2 separate regions of the Zea mays genome follow, and region 1 is linked to region 2. A link is a contact called in public Hi-C data. All regions are on one chromosome and are shown on one strand. Each heading gives the region's core, a stretch centred on a gene start, on an enhancer-like site or on the middle of the called end of the contact. The rest is flanking DNA. Distances are from core to core; before and after follow the strand shown. Region 1 holds the start of LOC100272519. Region 2 holds the start of LOC103643286.

What was found. A called contact is a pair of places that touch in the nucleus more often than the background predicts.
Region 1: a contact with region 2 is called in a Hi-C map of ear, with 2.1 times the contacts expected there. The contact joins the promoter of LOC100272519 here to the promoter of LOC103643286 in region 2. A contact is called at or near these places in 3 of 25 Hi-C or Micro-C datasets (ear, leaf and tassel).

Annotation. Positions count from the first base shown.
Region 1 is chr1:219,598,938-219,606,608 of Zm-B73-REFERENCE-NAM-5.0, reverse strand. It overlaps LOC100272519, which reads right to left and starts at 1,875. Exons shown (of 6, transcript NM_001146988.2): 1 at 936-1,875; 2 at 655-846; 3 at 478-565; 4 at 323-393; 5 at 156-239. The coding sequence starts at 1,811. It also overlaps the pseudogene LOC118476122.
Region 2 is chr1:219,428,393-219,435,214 of Zm-B73-REFERENCE-NAM-5.0, reverse strand. It overlaps LOC103643286, which reads left to right and starts at 4,073. Exons shown (of 7, transcript NM_001369877.1): 1 at 4,073-4,398.

The sequences.
Region 1 (7,671 bases), core at 626-3,125, 170 kb before region 2:
ACATATCTGACAAACCTCTACGACATAATAACTACATGTCATGAATACATTTTAAAAAATTGGTAGGATGTAGAAGTAAAACTATAAACATTTCACCATACTGATACATTATATGCAAATAACAGATGTCTATTACAATCAGGTACACAACTAACCAGCATTTTGCTCTTGACGCTAAAGAAACCATCTTTATCAGCCACAACTGTAGGTTTCGAGGCTCCAACAGCCATAATAGCTCCCTGCACTCATTGATACTCGAATATTAATCTTTGTATACATATTACAGTTTACATAGACTAGGAAGAAAAGGAAGTAAGCCCACCTGGCCAGGTGGAAGGATTGCATCAAACCGATCTACACCAAACATACCCAGGTTGGACAGTGTAAAAGTCCCTGCAAATAATCTTCAGGTAAGCATGTTCATAGAAGATTTGCAAAGGCAATCTAATACACTATGCAATGCCATGAATTCCATACCAGAGCTGTACTCATTTGGTTGGAGCTGTTTTGCTCGTGCTTTCTTCACTAGATCCTTCCAATTTTGCGAGAGCAAATATATATCCAGCTACAGTGTAACATTCAACAAGCTGTTTGATGAACTTGTTTGCTAAAACTGCGAATTGAAGCCGAATTTATCACAAAGATTGTACGTACCTTGTCAGCATCCTGAAGAACAGGTGTAATAAGGCCACCATCAATTGCCACAGCCACTGCAATGTTGATGTTACTGTTGTATGTGAAGCTCTTTCCATCCCTGCAGCTAGCATTGACAACAGGGTGCTGTGCAAGAGCCATGGCTGCAGCCTTCGCCAGCAGCACTGTCATTGTCACTCCCTTTGGCTTAACCTGTCAAAATCAAATCAGTCTAATTAGTAATCAGGAAGCAGGCTAAGGAAAACAAAGGAGCCTCAAGGTGCCCTGCTTCAAATCCTTACCTTTTCATACAGCTCGTCGAGTTTATCAGTAATAATGGGGTACCCAACGCGGAATGCTGGCACTGCCAGACTCTCCACCATGTTCTTGCTCACTGCAGCCTGCATGGTAGTGAATGGAACAACAGTCGCGCCAGGAACCGGTGGTAGAACTGCCGATTGAGGCACCGCACCCACTGAAGGTGCAGCCACAGGTGGTGGCGCAGCAGCAGCAGGAGCGGGCTTTGACTTCGGCTGGATTCCGGCAGCCGCCTCGACATCTGCCGACGTAATTCGACCATACGGCCCGGTGCCAGTCACCTTGGCAAGGTCCACCCTGTGCTGCTTAGCCAGCTTCTTAGCGTGCGGGCTGGCAATGCCCTTCGTACCCACGGCCACCGGCGTGGGAGCAGTGGCCGGAGCAGAAGGAGGGGGCGGCGTCGCTGCGGCATCCTCCGTCGGAGCAGGAGGCGCCTGCTGCGGCTGCCCGTTGGAGAGCTCCTGAGCCTTGGCGAGAGCGAGCGGCACCTCCTCCTCTGACTCCGCGAGCAGCGCGATGGGCGCGCCCACCGGCGCCGACTCGCCAGCCTGGACGAGGACCACCGCCACGATGCCGTCGTGGAAGGTCTCAACGTCCATGTCGGCCTTGTCAGACTCGACGACCACGACGGCGTCACCCTTGGAGACGCGATCACCCTCTCCAGCGGACCAGGAGACGATCTTGCCCTCCGTCATGGTGGAGCTCAGCGCCGGCATGAAGATCTCCCGGATCTTGGCGCGCACCACCATCCGCCCGCGCTGCGGCTGCCTCCAGCGCATGCCCGCCAGCACCGCTGCGGCACGGAGCCGGGTGGGCAGGGTAGAGGCGGAGAGCGAGAGGGATGCGGGGGCCGTCGCCATTGGAGAAGAATGTTCGACGTCGGAGGCGGAGGCGGGGAGGAGTGGAGGGCTTTGGCTGGTTTGGTATAGGGTGGTGGAAAGCAGAGAGGATGGCGGAGAAAGCAAGGCGAGGATGGCTTTGCAAACTCCGATGAAGCTGTCATGGACCGGGCTTTATCTTACTGTGGCCCACCTAGGTCATTAAACCAGTCTAGCCCATCGACGGAGGTTGTGAGCCCAGACCATTTACGGTCATCAAATATCTGGCCCATGTAAATTCATATTATTATTCATGGGCCAATTCTTAGGAGAATTCAATCTATAATACCACTTCCAACGGCAACAACAAATATGCAATCAGATTTTATGTGCAACATGCAAGCGAAGTTTCTGGCCCGTTAGATTATGATTCAATCATGTATTACATTTAACACTTAAACCCCCTAATAAACCATGATTAAGTCTACAGTTAGATTATAATCTAATGGACCAAGAGACTTGATTGCACGCTTGCATATAAGGCATGATTGCATATTAGTTGTTGCCCTAAACAATACCACTGCTAAGTAATCAATTTGCTTGGCTCTAATCTATATTGGCTTCTACTGCTTCTACAGTGTTATGTCTCTATGAATTACAGTTGCAGTAGTCCAAACAATCGACTTTAATACGAAGCGAACAACCCCAAGGTTAGAGGTCTAAGATGTACCACTCTTAAACTATTACCCCTTTAAAAATACCATGATAGCCACTAATCCCCATCTTTCCCTATACTAATCAAGTGTTGACACTATGTTTGTCGTACTTGAACAAATTTACACCCCTCACTATAGAGACCAGACGTGTTGAATGCATCATAACAATTATAATTCACGAAGTTCCAATGTATAATAGTAAAGGTCAACACAATGTTTTAATATTTAAGATGTATCTAATTTAAATATTTCATAAACGGTAACAAAACATTTCTACAACACAATAGTAAGTTCACAATCCAATGACATAGTGCAAAGTTATAAAGGAACATTACAACACTTCTTAAACAAGTCATTCATTTTGATGCTGACTCACATCCTTCTTGAGACAACACTGACAAACATCTTGCTGCAGTTGTCAAGCACCACCACATCAACTGCAGCAAGATGTTTGTTAGTGTTGTCTTAAGATATCATAGGGTCATCAAGCACTACCACATCAACTGCAGCAAGATGTCTGTTAGTGTTGTCTCAAGAAGGATGTGAGTCAACATCAAAATGAATGACTTGTTTAAGAAGTGTCGCAGTGTTCCTTTTTGGAACCTTTGCACAATGCAAGATATTTAAATTAGATGCATCTTAAATATTAAAACATTGTGTTGACCTTTACTCGGATTATAATTTGGAATTTCATGAAATATAATTTTTGTGATGCAATCAAAGCGACTAGTTTGTATAGTGAGGGGGCAAATTGGTTCAACTATGACAAACTTAATGTTAAAACTTGATTATTATAGGGAAAGATGGGGATTAGTAGCTATCATGGTATTGTTTGAAGGCAGAGTAGTTTAGGATCGGTATATCATAGACCTCTAATCTTAGCAATGGTATTGTTTAGATCCACCTATTTAGAAATGGTATAAATTGAATTCTCCTGCTAATTCCTACGTCAGTTTACAAAGATGGCTTTGGACCATGTACTAAGGAGGTGTTTGGTTCTAGGACTAAAATTTAGCACATGCCATATTGGATGTTTGAATGTCTACTACAAGTATTAAATGCAATCTAATTAAAAACTATAAAACTAAAGACTAAATGAGGAGCAAAAATTTTTAAACCTAATTAATCCATGATTAGCAAAAGTTTACTGTAGCATCACATGAGCACATGGAATAATTAGTTTTAATAGGTTGGTCTTATTGTTTAGTTCTCATTTATGTAATTAATTTTTTAATTAGATTATATTTAATACTTTTAAGTTTTAACTAGCATCAAACATCCATGTGACAGTTACTAAACTTTAGCGTCAGTAAACAAATAGGCCCTAAAATGATGGGCTTCAATCTAGCTTATTTCGTTAGGCACACAACTTCTACCACAGAACACCAAGCCGAGAAGGACCTATCCCGTAGGCCACAACGATCCCATCCAGCTCCTCCTCGCAACCAAATCTGTCGTCTCTACCGACGCCGCAGCCAGCATCATCGGAGGGTTCCGCACACCCTCGATGAATACGGACATCACTGCATCAACGAAGCTAGAGTACCCGGTCGTGGACCAGAACCCGACCTTTACCAAGGTGGTCGACAACTTCTCTGTGCTCGATTACATGCACCTCTCCACCATCTTCGCGATCTCCATCATTGTTGGTTACCTCTCCAGCTCACCTCCCCTCCTAGACCACTCCCCTTATAGATCCCCTCCCCTCGTAGATCCCCACCCAAACCTAATCTCCCACTTCAACCCTATCAGTAGCTCGGACCCACGCTTGTCGTCTAGGGATCAAGCCGGGGATCCGGGGTCCGTCGATGGTCACGGGTGGGCCTATCGGGGTCATGGGAGGGTTCGTGTACGCCTACTAGAACTCAGTTGGCTGCCTAATGGGATTCTTCCCCAACGAAGTCGAGGTCGCGCGCTACCAGCACAAGCTATAGCGAGGATCCAGCTTAACTGCATCTCTCTTTTTGCAGCTGTTATGTCCTTTTCTTTCATGACCTCGTATTAGCTTCAGTTCTTGATCTAGACACCTATACCCTTGGTTGAATAAATGTTGTTGTTGTTGCATAGCTATGATGATTGGATGATACAATTCACCACCTCTTGAAGTTGTTTGCTGAGAATTTCATTTCCATTTCAGTGAAGTTATGAGTATTGAAGTGATTTATGCTCGCCTCCTTTTGATGTTGTTTGGTGAGAAGGTCATCGACATTTCAATAAAGTGATTTCTTCTGTTGCATAGTAAAGTGATTAATGCTTGTTCGCTTCAAACTAAAGCCAGTTGTTCGTACTATTGCAACTGCAATTCAAAGAGACAAAACACTATAGAAGCAGTGTCAGTGTTTCGAACCTCGTTCAGACAAGTAAATTTATTGTGCGCGTTCTGGGCTCTGGACGGTGTGCATGGTGGCCACAAGATTTATAGTAGTTTGGACAGAACGTCCCTACATTCAGTCATTAGTGGCTTGCTCTACCAGCACCATTGATGATCAAACTTGTGGTTAAAATATGGTTTGTTGTTCGAACAAACTTGTGGTTAAAAGATGGTTCGCCATTCGAACAACGTTTGTTGATGACGGGGTGTGCGGGGCGACCGTTGTCACTTGGTTTCGATGAGCTTTTATGGCCGATATCCTACACTCGGCTCTCAAGATGGATTTTGCAAATATGTTTTATTCACTGTTTGCTTGAAGGGTTCATAGACGGGGCGCATATCCGCTCCGGCTAGACATGTACCATGGACTCTCGTTGGAAGTGAAAGGGATTTAGGCTTACCTAAATGATTTTGGTGGTTGAATTGCCCAACACAAATAATTGGACTAACTAGTTTGCTCTAGTGTACAAGTTATACAGGTGCCAAAGGTTCACACTTAGCCAATAAAAAGACCAAGTATTGGGTTCAACAATAGAGCAAAGGGATAACCGAAGTGTGCCCTGGTCTGGCGCACCGGACTGTCCAGTGTGCCACCGGACAGTGTCCGGTGCACCAGGGGACTTCACACTGAACTCCTCACCTTCGGGAAAATCCAGAGGTGCTCCGCTATAATTCACCGGACTGTCCGGTGTACACCGGACAGTGTCCGGTGCCCCAGGGAAGAGCGGCTCTGGAACTCGCCAGCCTCGGGAAATTGCTCCGCAATAATTCACTGGACTGTCCGGTGTACACCGGACTGTCCGGTGAACCAGCAGAGCAACGGCTACTTCGCGCCAACAGTCACCTGCAGGCGCATTTAATGTGCGCCAGAAGCGCGCAGAAGTCAGGCACGCGCGAGACGGTGCACCGGACAATCTACAGTACTTGTCCGGTGTGCACCGGACAGCCAGGCGGGCCCAGAAGTCAGAAGCTCCAACGGTCGAATCCCAACGGCCTGGTGACGTGGCTGGCACACCGGACATATCCGGTGTGCACCGGACTGTCCGGTGCACCATGCGACAGACAGCACCACCAAACGGCTAGTTTGGTGGTTGGGGCTATAAATACCCCCAACCACCCCACATTCAAGTCATCCAAGTTTTCACACTTCAACCACTTACAAGAGCTCTAGCATTCAATTCTAGACACACCCAAGTGATCAAATCCTCTCCAAACTCTACACAACGCCCTAGTGATTAGTAAGAGAGATTTGCTTGTGTTCTTTCGAGCTCTTGCGCTTGGATTGCTTTCTTCTTTCTTTGATTCTTTCTTGCGATCAAACTCACTTGTAATTAAGGCAAGAGACACCAATCTTGTGGTGGTCCTTGTGGGAACTTTGTGTTCCAAGCATTTGAGAAGAGAAAGCTCACTCGGTCCGAGGGACCGTTTGAGAGAGGGAAAGGGTTGAAAGAGACCTGGTCTTTGTGACCACCTCAACGGGGAGTAGGTTTGCGAGAACCGAACCTCGGTAAAACAAATCCACGTGTCACACTCTTTATTCGCTTGCGATTTGTTTTGCACCCTCTCTCGCGGACTTAATTATATTTCTAACGCTAACCCGACTTGTAGTTGTGATTATTTTTGAGAATTTCAGTTTCGCCCTATTCACCCCCCCTCTAGGCGACTTTCAATTGGTATCAGAGCCCGATGCTTCATTAGAGCCTAACCGCTCGAAGTGATGTCGGGAGAACTCGCCAAGAAGGAGATGGAGACCGGCGACAAGCCCGCTACAAGCCACAGGAAGGCTTCATCGGAAGAGTCCCACAACAAGGAGAAGAAGAAGGAGAAGAAGAAGGAGAAGAAGACTTCTTCTCACAAATCGCATCGGAGTGGCGACAAAATAAAGAAGATGAGGAAGGTGGTCTACTACGAGACCGACACTTCATCACCTTCTACCTCCGGCTCCGACGCGCCCTCCATAACTTCTAAGCGCCATGAGCGCAAGAAGTTTAGTAAGATCCCCTTACATTATCCTCGTACTTCTAGACATACTCCATTACTTTCTGTTCCATTAGGCAAACCGCCAACCTTTGACGGTGAAGATTATGCTAGGTGGAGTGATTTAATGAAATTTCATCTAACCTCACTCCACAAAAGTATATGGAATGTTGTTGAGTTTGGAGCACAGGTACCATCCGTAGGGGATGAGGATTATGATGAGGACGAGGTGGCCCAAATCGAGCACTTCAACTCCCAAGCCACAACAATACTCCTCGCCTCTCTAAGTAGGGAGGAGTACAACAAGGTGCAAGGATTAAAGAGCGCCAAAGAAGTTTGGGACGTGCTCAAGACCGCGCACGAGGGTGATGAACTCACCAAAATCACCAAGCGGGAAACGATCGAGGGGGAGCTTGGTCGCTTCCGTCTACGCCAAGGGGAGGAGCCACAAGACATGTACAACCGGCTCAAAACCTTGGTGAACCAAGTGCGCAACCTCAGAAGCAAAAAGTGGGATGACCACGAGGTGGTTAAGGTTATTCTAAGATCTCTTATTTTCCTTAACCCTACTCAAGTACAATTAATTCGTGGCAATCCAAGATATACACTAATGACTCCCGAGGAAGTAATCGGGAATTTTGTGAGCTTTGAATTTATGATCAAGGGCTCACGAAAGATCAACGAGCTTGACGGGCCCTCCACGTCCGAAGCATAACCGGTCGCATTTAAGGCGACGGAGGAGAAGAAGGAGGAGTCTACACCGAGTAGAACACCCATCGACGCCTCCAAGCTCGACAACGAGGAAATGGCGCTCGTCATCAAGAGCTTCCGCCAAATC
Region 2 (6,822 bases), core at 2,824-5,323:
GAGAGTTATTACCGCACAACGTGAACAGTATAGTGTTACTGTTCATCTATTTATAGGCACAGGGCGAAGCTCGGATAAAATTACATTCATGTCCCTAACTTTTACTGCTAACAATAAAGCAGACCGTCAAGGGTCAAGTAGTCTTTTCTCCTTTAGGTCGGTTCCGTCGACCACCTTCATCGTTGTGCTAAAGCCGAAGCTTTTTCGGCCACAGCTTCGGCGCCCGTTCATCCTACTCCTGGGTTGTATCTCCATATTTGCATGCTTTCATCCCAAAGCCAAAGCCTCCTGTATCAGTCTGTGTTACACTGAAAAACATATTAGTCACGTTTTTGAGGACCTTCAGAAGAGGAAGGCCCCCAACAAACATGATCATAACAACTATCATGATAAGCAACACTAGAAACATTCTTAACATCGTCATAAAGATAGGTATGGTTCTTTTTGTCATGTGAAGAATAAGAGCTACTAGCCATAGGAGCCTTCCCTTTCTCCTTGATGAGATTGGAGGCCCATTGACTTGTTAAGTTCTTGGTTCCTTTTTGGAAGCCAAGTCCATCCTTAATGGAGGGATGTCTACCAATGGTGTAGACATCTCTAGCAGATTTTATTTTATCATTTTCACTCTTGCAAGTCTTAAGTTGAGCATTAAGATTTGCAACATCATTATTCAACTTAAGAATTGTGGAAGCATGAGCATTGCAAGCATCAATATCAATATCTTTACACTTATTACAAATAGACACATGGTCCACAAATGAACTAGTAATATTCACTCTTTCTAGCTTAGCATTTAAATCAGCATTTAAACTCTTAAGGCTAGACATAGATTCATTGCAATAAGATAATTCAAAAGAAATAATTTCATTTCTTTTAACCTCTAAAGCAAGAGATTTTTCAGCATTGACAAGTTTATCGTGTTCTTCATAAAGAATCTCTTCTTGTTTTTCTAACAACCTATCTTTCTCATTAAGAGCATCAATTAATTCATTAATTTTATCAACTTTGGATCTATCTAAACCCTTAAAGATATCACTATAGTCTATATCATTATTAGATTCCTCATCACTAGAAGAAGTGTACTTAGGAGTATCTCGAGTACGCACCTTCTTCTCCTTAGCCATGAGGCATGTGTGATGCTCGTTGGGGAAGAGGGAGGACTTTTGAAGGCGGAGTCAGCCAGTCCTTCATCATCGGAGTCGGATGAAGAACAGTCAGAGTCCCATTCCTTGCCAATGTGTGCCTCCCCTTTGCCTTCCTGTAGTTTTTCTTCCTCTCTTTCTTCCCTTTATTTTATTGTGCCTGGTCATTATCATTATCGAGACATTGTGCTATAAAATGACCAGACTTACTGCATTTGAAGCAGGAGCGCTTTCCCTTTGATTTATTCTTGTTGAGATACTCCTTGCGTCCCTTCAAAGCGGTCTTGAAGCGCTTGATTACAAGCGCCATTTCCTCCTCGTTGAGTCCAGCAGCCTCTACTTGTGCCACCTTGTTAGGTAGCGTCTCCTTGCTGCTTGTTGCCTTGAGGACAACACTCTGCGGCTCGTAGAGTGGGAATGGTCCATTGGCGATGTCATCAATGTACCTAGCCTCCTTTATCATCATGCGCTCGCTTACGAATTTTTCGAGAATTTTCTCGGACGTCATCTTGGTGTACCTGGGATTCTCACGAATAAGGTTTACAAGATGAGGATCAATAATGGTAAATGACCTTAGCATGAGTCGAACAATGTCATGGTCCATCCATCTTGTACTCCCATAACTCTAGATCTTGTTCACCAGGGTCTTGAGCCTGTTGTACGTTTCGGTTGGCTCGTCTCCCCTTTTCATGGCGAACCTCCCAAATTCTCCTTCCACCAGTTCTATCTTTGTGATCATGGTGGCGTCATTTCCCTCATGAGAAATCTTGAGGGTGTCCTATATTTACTTGGCATTGTCCAAGCCGCCGACTTTATTGTACTCATCCCTGTATAGAGATGCTAACAACATAGTAGTAGCTTGGGCATTCTTATGAATTTGCTCGTTAATAAATATGGGATTATCGCTACTATCAAAATGCATTCCATTTTCCACTATTTCCCAAATGTTAGGATGGAGAGAAAATAAATGACTACACATTTTATGACTCCAGAAAGAATAGTCTTCTCCATCAAAGTGAGGGGGTTTTCCAAGTGGAATAGAAAATAAATGTGCATTTGAATTGTACGAATTGTGAGAGTAATCAAATGAATAATTTTGATTAACCGTTTTGTTTTTCGTGGACGAGTCTTCGTCATCATCGTCCTTTGGTGAAGAAGAGGAGGCGTCGCTGTTGTAGTAGATGATCTTCTTGATGCACCACTTCTTCTTTCCATCTTCCTTCTTATTGTTTGAGCCTGGGTTGGTGGGCTTTTCACATTTTGGCTCATCAACATAGAGAGTCTCCTTCTCCTTGTCATTGATCACCATCCCCTTGCCTTTAAGATCCATCTCTTCCAGCAGTTAGTCCTTGAATGAAGAGTACGACTCTGATACCAATTGAGAGCACCTAGAGGGGGGGGGGTTGAATAGGTGATCCTGTAAAAAACGGCTCGACAAAACAAACTTGGACTAATATTGTATTAGTGAAAGCTAAGACCAAGTTCGAGTGAGGAGTATGAGCGGAGTAAACTTCTTCACTTAATTGCTCTTCACAAGGTGAGTTTTAAACTTAGAGCAATAATATAAATGAAGTAGATAGAGAGAGAAAATCACACAGGAATAAAGACATGTGACACAACGATTTTTATCCCGTGGTTCGGTCAAGTAGAATACTTACCTACTCCACGTTGTGGCGTCCCAACGGACGAGGGTTGCACTCAACCCCTTTCAAGTGATCTAAAGATCAACTTGAATACAACAGTTCTCTTTATCTCAACAATATCCCTTTCTGAGGAATCTCCACAATTTTAGAGTCCCTCACGCCTTACACAATTGATCTCAAATAAATACACGAGTAAGGAGGAATAGAAACACACGCAAGAGCGAGAGTTGCAGCAACAACACGCACACAAGACAAGAACGAGCACACAAAACAACACGGCGGAGTTACAACTCAAAGAAGTGCTCGAATCTCTATCACAATGAACCAAATGTGTGTTTGCGAAGTCTCGGCGTTGTAGGATGTTCAATGGAGGCTTGATGTTCTGCTCCATGCGCCTAGGGGTCCCTTTTATAGCCCAAGGGAGCTAGGAGGCATTGGAGCTCCATTTGGTAGGCTTTCTTTGCCTTCTGCCCGCAGGTGTACCGGACTATCCGGTGCACACTGGACAGTGAAGAGTACGCGCACTGGAGAATCCCCTGATTGGCTGGTTTCCGCTTCTGGGGGCACCGGACTATCTGGTGTGGGGCACGAGACTGTCCGGTGCGCCACTTGACCATTGGCCCTCTGACCTACATGGTAGCTAGTCGTTAGCGGCTGGCACACCGGACTGTCCGGCGCCTCGCGGGGACGGTCCGTTGAATTATAGCTGTCGTAGGCTAGAATTCTCGAGAGCGTCCAGTTGGCCGGACCGTGCATCAGACTGTCCGGTGTGCACGTTATAAACGAATGACTAATGCTAAAGGTCCGAAAACACCTTCCGTGAGCATGTTATTAAAAAAACGGAGTAAACATATTTTGCAACGGTCCACTGAGCAGAGAGTTGAAGTGGCACGACTCCTCAACTCCACCGCTTACCAGGTTATATAAGCTAGGCGGCCCGATTAATTTGTTACAATATTTATTGCTTGCACCAATCTAATTCCACAAATTTCTCTGGATCTAAAGCTCTCTTTTTATAGTTGACTCCGCCAACCATCCAAAAGTCCTACATGATATATTTCGTAGTGTGTTGTCCGACACTTGTGACATAATAACATCATAAAGTCTTCTATAAACTACTCCTTCTCTATTTTAGTTAAAAATAACTAAAGTATTATATTATTAAATTTGTTCAAATAACTCTTTCATTATACAAGTTATATATTTAACATTTGGTCTATTTCTTGTGGTCACAAAATGTGACAAGTCCGTGAGCGTACTACTGTATAACCCATTTTTCTCTCTCCATTTGTTCTTTTATCTCAGTACAAATCTAATATGACCCACTCGGATGATTTTCGCCTCGGCTGTGTTAACAGAACTCTGCCCAAGAATCGTCGACCACCGCGCACATCACCTGTTCGACGAAACGCTCCCTCGGACAGCATATGTGTTCGACCGGTCTACAAGGGCGACGGGTCAGCCGCCAGCCGCCGCGAGGTTCGTGCTGATCCGAGAGCTGCACCCGCTGGGCACGGAGATGACACGGGCTCTGTCGACTGCCAACTGCCATGCCGCCATGGAGATGACACACGGACGGACGAGTGGTCTGTGTGCCGACGGATCAACGTATGGTTCGTATTCGTAACTACCCTCTGTTTTTTAGGGAAAAAACAACCCTCTGTTCACTTTTTTTGAAGCCCTTTTGATGCCCACTTGATCTGGGGTACTCTCTGCCAGTCTCGTGAATTGCGTTGCCGACAAGGAAGGGCGCACGAAGATGCATCAAGACGGCTAGATGGCCCCGTAGCTTTATCCCTTTTTGCAGGTTGAATGACGATGGGAAATAGTTGTTTAGTTGAACTGTTGAAGGTCACCAGTTGATCACGGATACAAGGATAGAATCCTTGGTGCATTAGCTGTTGCCATTCTACAGCAACCCCTCCCCGAGTTAGGCTGCTTAGCAAGCTCAGTTTATTTTCAGAGCTATCACCTTTGCCCCCGAGTTAGCTCTGAAAATTCTGAAGCGCTTAGCAAGCACATATTATTTTCCAAATCAACAGAGGCTTTCAACCATGTGTAGTCATCAATCAACCACTTGCTAGTACTCAGTCTGTACTGCCCTAAAGTTAAGCTTTGATTGAACATATTGTCAAAAAGCTACTCTCCTTTGCTTAAACAAAGGTGAGGACAAGGAATGTCTTGGGAGCACCAAACACACTCTCACTTCCAATAATGCACCATTAAAAATTCATGCAATTTGAGTTGCCCCTATATTGGCGAAGCCTTGCACATCATTCGAATCAAGCATGTGACGTGGCTTCAGACAATTATAATAGCTTGTTGGTGTTGCCATCTCAGTTGCTCAGCTGATTATCAGTAATATACTGATATGTGTGTGTCCTTTTCTGCCAAAAAAATTTGTTGTTTACTTGTTAAAGTAAAGCAGTCCTCAGAACGCTGGCCATTGTTTGATGCATAGAAATTAAACCACAAGTTGATGATAAACAAAACTACATATAATTCAACTTTCTCAAGGTGGAAAATGTTAAATCCATAGAAAGTGCTTGCTGGATCACTTTGTTTGTGTGCCTTTGATTATATGTTGGTGACAACGAATATATCCTAACAAGTTGCTGTCAGGCAGATCATCACCTTGGGTAGACATGTCTGCCTCCACACAACTTCTTGGTAGCAAACCATGTTGAAAGTCGCCTAGAGGGGGGGTGAATAGGGCGAAACTGAAATTTACAAATATAAACACAACTACAAGCCGGGTTAGCGTTAGTAATAAAGAAACGAGTCCGCGAGAGAGGGCGCAAAACAAATCCCAAACGAATAAGCAAGTGAGACACGGAGATTTGTTTTACCGAGGTTCGGTTCTTGCAAACCTACTCCCCGTTGAGGAGGCCACAAAGGCCGGGTCTCTTTCAACCCTTCCCTCTCTCAAACGATCCACGGATCGAGTGAGCTTTCTCTTCTCAATCACTTGGAACACAAAGTTCCCACAAGGACCACCACAAGTTTGGTGTCTCTTGCCTCAAATTACAAGTGAGTTTGATTGCAAAGAAGGGATCAAGAAAGAAGAAAGCAATCCAAGCGCAAGAGCTCGAAAGAACACAAGCAAATCACTCTCACTAGTCACTATGGCGTTGTGTGGAATTTGGAGAAGATTTGATCTCTTTGGTGTGTCTAGAATTGAATGCTAGAGCTCTTGTAGTAGTTGGGAAGTGGAAAACTTGGATGCAATGAATGGTGGGGTGGTTGGGGTATTTATAGCCCCAACCACCAAACTTGACCGTTGGCTGTGCTGTCTGTTCGATGGCGCACCGGACAGTCCGGTGCACACCGGACAGTCCGGTGCCCCCGCCACGTCACCAGTGCCGTTGGAAATCGACCGTTGGAGTTCTGACTTCTGGGCCCGCCTTGATGTCCGGTGGCGCACCGGACATGGACTGTAGAGTGTCCGGTGCGCCAGCATGGGTGTGCCTGTCCTCTGCGCGCGCTGGCGCGCAATAAATGCGCTGCAGGTAGCCGTTGCTCCGCAGATGCACCGGACAGTCCGGTGCACACCGGACAGTCCGGTGAATTATAGCGGAGCGGCTGGAATGAAAACCCGAGGCTGGCGAGTTCCTGAGGCCGCCCTTCCTTGGAGCACCGGACATGTCCGGTGCACACCGGACAGTCCGGTGAATTATAGCGCGAGTGCCTCTGGAAATTCCCGAAGGTGGCGAGTTCGAGTTGGAGTCCTCTGGTGCACCGGACATGTCCGGTGGTGCACCGGACACTGTCCGGTGGCACACCGGACAGTCCGGTGTGCCAGACCAGAGGTGCCTTCGGCTGCCCCTTTGCTCTTTTGTTGAACCCAACTCTTGGTCTTTTTACTGGCTAAGTGTGAACCTTTAGCACCTGTATAACTTATACACTAGAGCAAACTAGTTAGTCCAAAGATTTGTGTTGGGCAATTCAACCACCAAAACTAATTAGGGACTAGGTGTAAGCCTAATTCCCTTTCACATGTCTTCAGCATCCTCGCCTACTCTATCTATTATGATAAT